2 separate regions of the Callithrix jacchus genome follow, and region 1 is linked to region 2. A link is a contact called in public Hi-C data. All regions are on one chromosome and are shown on one strand. Each heading gives the region's core, a stretch centred on a gene start, on an enhancer-like site or on the middle of the called end of the contact. The rest is flanking DNA. Distances are from core to core; before and after follow the strand shown. Region 1 holds the start of COX15 (cytochrome c oxidase assembly factor COX15). Region 2 holds the start of GOT1 (glutamic-oxaloacetic transaminase 1).

Region 1 (2,700 bases), core at 122-2,621, 290 kb after region 2:
CTTGGTGGTGGGTGCCTGTAATCCCAGCTACTTGGGAGGCTGAGGCAGAGAACTGCTTGAACCGGGGAGATGGAAGTTGCAGTGAGCCGAGATTGTGCCACTGCACTCCAGCCTGGGTGACACTGTTAGACTCTGTCTCAAAAAAAAAAAAAAAATTAGGCACAGTGGCACATACTTGTAGTCTTAACTATTTAAGAGACTGAGGCAACAGGATGGCTTGAGACCAGAAGTTCCAAGTTGGAGGCTGCAGTGAGTTATGATCATGCCACTGCACTCCAGCCTGGGTGACAAAGTAAAACCATGTCTCTAAAAAAGAAATTTAGAGAAAAAGATTTTTTTTTAAAAAAAGGTACACTTGGAAGGGCAGCTCCATTATAATCTTATGGGACAACCACTATATCTGTGGCTGTTGCTGATCAAAATGTTATTATGCAGCACATGACTTTGCAGCACATCTGTCTGTATCTCCCACTAAACTATGAGCTTTGGGATGGCAGTGTCTTGTCAGTCTTGCTCTTTCTCTCTCCTGCTACTTTGTTTCTAACATCATTTGTTTATATAATGAGACCATGATAAGGATTTCATAACTGAATAAACGGTGACTTCCTCCAGGGCAGGAGTCTTGTAATATTTATCTTTCTTTTTCCAGTACCTAATATATAATAATAACCACTCAATAATTACTAGTTAAGCAAGATACATGCCCTCTTCTGACTATACCCCTACAAGTCCAAAGATCCATGCTCGGTTTCCTAGTTCTGATTAAATGGTCACCTTTAGAAAAGTTAACTTTAGGCCTCAATTTCCTTCTCTATAGAATGCAGTTATACTTCCTCACCTGACTACTTGGAACTTTTTAAGCAAAAATAAACTATACGGGTAAAAATTACTCAGCTTTTACCATGTGCTAAAGGTCTGATGTATATTAAAGAATGTAATCCCCATAACAAACCTTAAAGTAGTATTGTTATCCCCATTTTACAGAGAAGGAAATTGAAGAACAAAGTTTAAATCACTTGGCCAATACCACACAGCAGGTCAATGGTCCAGTTCTGAACCTAGGGGCTCTGAACACAAGGAAATGAGTTGTGAGTACACTGTAAGGAGCTCCGGAAACGTGATGTGGGGGCTCTCCATTATCTTTATCCTGGCCCTTGCACTCCATCCCCGCTCCCGCGACTCGGAGTCTGCTGCAGTGCTGTACCTGTGCTCGAGGCGCCGCCCTACGAGCCAGGAGCCGCAGATACTGCCTCCCCATCAAGGCTTTCAAGGGCGGAAAGAGCAATCGCTGCATACTGACGACAGTGCACGGCCACCTCTTCCGCAACCCAGGGATCCACCGTCTCCTTTCTCCGCCACGGATAAGAGAAGCACTTCCGGGTCGGATAGCGGGAGCCCTGCCTTCTCCGGGACTGGGGCAAACAGTAACTGCGTCTGCGCTCCGCGACTCGGCTTTCGCGGGGGCTGCTGGGGCGTAGGCGTCGGGGCCGCGCGCAGAGTAGCGCGCAGCTGTTGACGCGCTTCTCTGCTCCTGCGCTCCGGAGCCCAAACTCCTAGTGCAAACTGCAGGCGCACGAAGGAGGAACGCGTGGAGTATGAAGAGGCAGGGGGCCTCCTCTGAGCGGAAACGGGCGCGGATACCGTCCGGGAAGGCCGGTGCGGATGGTGGCGGGGGAGGGGATGGTCGGCCGACTCGGCTCCCCGGGACGGGCTGGCGGGAGTGGTGGTCAGTGGTGATTTGCCCTGGAGTCGTTTCCTCAGCTCCTTCTAATCCCGTGGGCGGCACCTTCTATCTTTGAGGCTTTAAAGATGTGAAAACCGAGGGCGTGACGAGGTGCAGGTAGCGAGAATGGCTCAGCCGTGAAGCCATGGTTCGAGTTCCAGGGTCCCGACTTAACGGCCGTGCGACCTTGTGCGAGTTGGTTAACTTCAGCTTCATGTTTTTTCTGTCACCACTCGAGGATGCCAGTATCCATCCCCTCACCTGGCACCAGCAGCCGGTACCCCGCTGGGATGGTTAATTGTCGAGCGTGGAGCCCAGTTCCTAACCTGCAGTTACCTGTAGTTGCCACGGCAGAGACCGGGCTTATCCCCAAAACCACGCAGCTACCAAGTGGCCGAGCTTGTGGCTGCTCCAAGTCCCGAGTTCTTCCTTGGTGCCAGAGAATTTGGCAAGTCCCTCCTCTTCCTCTGTGAACTCTTGGATCCTCCAAACTTTTATCTCAGTACTCCTTTACCTTCCTAAAAGTTATCGAGATCCTCACAGATCTTTTCTTTATATGGATTACATCTATCGATTTTGACTGTATTAGAAATTAAAACAAATTTTTCTTTAGGAGGCTAAGGTGGGCGTATCACCTGAACTCAGGAGTTCGAGACCAGCCTGGCCAACATGGTGAAACCCGTCTCTACTAAACGTGTAAAAATTAGCGGGGTGTGGTAGCACATGCCTGTAATCCCAGCTACTCGGGAGGCTGAGGCAGGACAATCACTTAAACCCAGGAGGCAGAGCCGAGATCGTACCACTGCACTCCAGCCTGGATGACAGAGCAAGACTCCGTCTCAAAAAAATAAATAAAATTTTAAAATATTGATTGATTAGAAAATAACCATAGTAAACCCATTACATGTTGACATAACATTTTTTATGAAAAAGAAATGTTCCTAAACAACAAAATAGCAAAAGAATGGCAAATTTTA
Region 2 (2,700 bases), core at 49-2,548:
ACCATCACTTTTTAATAGATTTTTCCTTATCCTTCCCCATACTCCTTAGTGGAGACCTTTTTCTTTTTTCTTAACAAATGCTATGCACTGACAAAACATTATCTATGAGAAACCTGATACTGAATGTCCTTCATGTCACACTCTGCTACAAAATGATTCCATCTTCTCTTTCCACAATTTCTAGACCTTTTATTCTAAGTCTGTTCCCCAGCATAAGACTTGATCTTTCATGTCTCTGGCTGATCTTTGAACGTGGCAGTATCCAAATGCAGAAAGTGTCTATGGGGCTTCAAACATCCAAATGACACTGAGAGGAATAATAAATTCATCAGAGAGGGTTGGGGTGAAAGAAATTTAAGAGGCACTCCAATACAAATCTCATTCTTATCAGAAGGGGAAACTGAGGCACATGCTCTGAGCTGTACAAGGTCCAGATGGGAATCACTTCAATCAAGAAATGAAGACAGGATGTGTGGAAAGTAAGCTTCTACTATCCGTATTTCTCTCCACTCCTTTCCACCATCTCTACCCTTTCCTACCACATCTGTGAGGGCCAGAACCATCTTCCCAGACCCGCCCGCGCCCACACGCCGGGGGCAGCATTAACCTGTCTCAAAGCATTGTGTAACACCAGCAGATTTTTTAATCCTTAAGGGCAAAATCAAGCCTCAGTCTCCTCCGACCAAAGCTTAATAAGGTACCTGATTGATACTCTGTGGTCACTCAAATATTTACCGACCCAGAACAGAACTTCCTTTCCCAGCAACCAGAACCCTAAACCTATCCGCCTTCTTATTTTTCTCCCTTTCTCTACAAGCTCCGGCAGCCCCATTTATATAGTATAAAGAACACAGAATGGGAAATCAGAAAGACTGAGTTTGTGTCTTGGCTGCTACCCTGGTTTGTGCGGCCTTGGACACATCTCCTCTTTCCAGGGACTCCACACCCACATCTATAAAATGGGTAGGTTTTAGGAAGCCTTTGTGGATCCTCCCTCCTCTCCTGCACCGCCCTCTCTAGGCAGCGCCACGCTGGCCTCAGCTTCTCCCCCAGTCTCCACGACCCTCGTAGGGTCCGCTCCACTTCCCGAGCTCCTCACACTCCAGGGCACTGCGTCCTTACCTCCCACTCCCAGGTTGACCTTGCGGGGGTCCGGATCCTCCCGGAAGTCGGCAGTGAGCTTGAAGACCAGGACAGGCTGGGCCTGCGGAACCTCGGCAAAGACTGATGGAGACGCCATATCGAGAGAGCAGAAATCGAGAGGTTTCACCGCGCACCCAAAGCTGCCAGGTCAGGTCTGGCCTCTGCGACTGGAGGAGACTCTCACCTTCACCTAGCCGGCGGGGGCGGGCCCGCGGCCTCCAATGGTCGAGCCGCGTCCAGAGCTTGGCAACGCGATTAACCAATCGTCAGCTTCTGACGAAGAAAAGACAGGAGGGAGGGAAAGCTATTAGCCAATCCAAGGAAATAATCTTATCGGCGGCCGTGAAGGATGCAACCAATGCAATTTACACCGGCTGCGGCGTGGGCGGGGACTACGATTGATTGGCAGGGTGTTCTCCTATCGCAGAGGCTATTATTCCTTGGGTCTGCCGACTGAGGGGAGGAGCCGAACGAGCCGGGGTAGTCCCAGAGAGGCCGCCTCTTTGACCTTCGAGGGTCCGGAGGATTCAGGGAGGTGGCCGGAGGCGGTTCCCGAGGACAGGTCTTCGTGTTCCTGCCGAGCAGTTGACGCTGCCAGGCTCGACCTGGCGGCCCCGGGCTGGCAGCCAAATCCCCAGCGTCTGTGCTCGGGACGCGAGTGTTCGGCCGGGACGTGCAGCTCCGGAGCCCGCGCTGGCGACCTTGACCACCTTGGTCGGCTGTTTCCCCCGGAGGGAAATGTGGCTGTGCTGCCAGCCTTGGTCTCTGGCAGGGAAGGTCCTACCAACAGGGAGGGGTGCCCACGAGTTCCTTTCTGCCGCTCTTCTATTAATAGTTTGAGATTTTCCTTCCCGGTTCCTTGCAGAGAGGCCTGGTGCTTAAGGACCTTTGGGATCTGGGCGCTGCGTCCCTTCCCAGCTTCTTCCTGCTCGCAGCGGACCAGATCTTGCTGTGGGCAGCTGGCTGGTACCCAAAGTGCCTCTTCGTCAGGCGGTTCCTTCCCCGTTAGAGTCCTTCCTCCCCAGAACCCTTCTCCATCTGTTGACCTTCAAGATCCAGAGCGAATGCCACTTCATCCATGAAGCCTTCCCTTAACCCTTATTCTGGTCAAAATGTCTCTTTTCTGTGCTTCTGTATTTTAACAATGTTAGAAAATGTCTTTGTGGTTAAGAACCTAGCTCCAGGAGCAGACTATCTAGGTTTAGATTCTGGCTGCCGCTTACGAACTTGGACAGGTTTAGTCACGTTATGTTAACCTCTCCCTGGAGGTTCCTGCTCTGTGGAAGTAACAGTATGTCCTCAGGGTTGTTGTGAGGATTTTGTGAGTTAATACATAGACGAAGTGGTTAGTTGCATATTAGAAGCACTCTCTAAATGTCAGCTATTGTTGTCATTGCATATCTGCCACATCCTTCATAGATAGCGAACTATTTTTTTTTTTAACTTTTAGGTTCAGGGGTGCATGTACAGATTTGTTTTATAGGTAAATTGCATATCATGGTGGGGGAGGGGTTGGCATACAAATTATTTTGTCACCCAGATAGTAAGTATAGTACT

The links. A called contact is a pair of places that touch in the nucleus more often than the background predicts.
Region 1: a contact with region 2 is called in a Hi-C map of skeletal muscle, with 3 times the contacts expected there. The contact joins the promoter of COX15 here to the promoter of GOT1 in region 2. A contact is called at or near these places in 2 of 3 Hi-C or Micro-C datasets (both in skeletal muscle).

The regions. Positions count from the first base shown.
Region 1 is chr12:92,678,489-92,681,188 of calJac240_pri, forward strand. COX15 (cytochrome c oxidase assembly factor COX15) reads right to left here and starts at 1,372. Exons shown (of 9, transcript XM_054243235.2): 1 at 1,205-1,372. The coding sequence starts at 1,294. CUTC (cutC copper transporter) reads left to right here and starts at 1,481. Exons shown (of 8, transcript XR_001914959.4): 1 at 1,481-1,656.
Region 2 is chr12:92,384,986-92,387,685 of calJac240_pri, forward strand. GOT1 (glutamic-oxaloacetic transaminase 1) reads right to left here and starts at 1,299. Exons shown (of 9, transcript XM_002756511.6): 1 at 1,123-1,299. The coding sequence starts at 1,240. It overlaps LOC128929323, which reads left to right and starts at 1,365. Exons shown (of 4, transcript XM_078346860.1): 1 at 1,365-1,408; 2 at 1,553-1,920. The coding sequence starts at 1,365.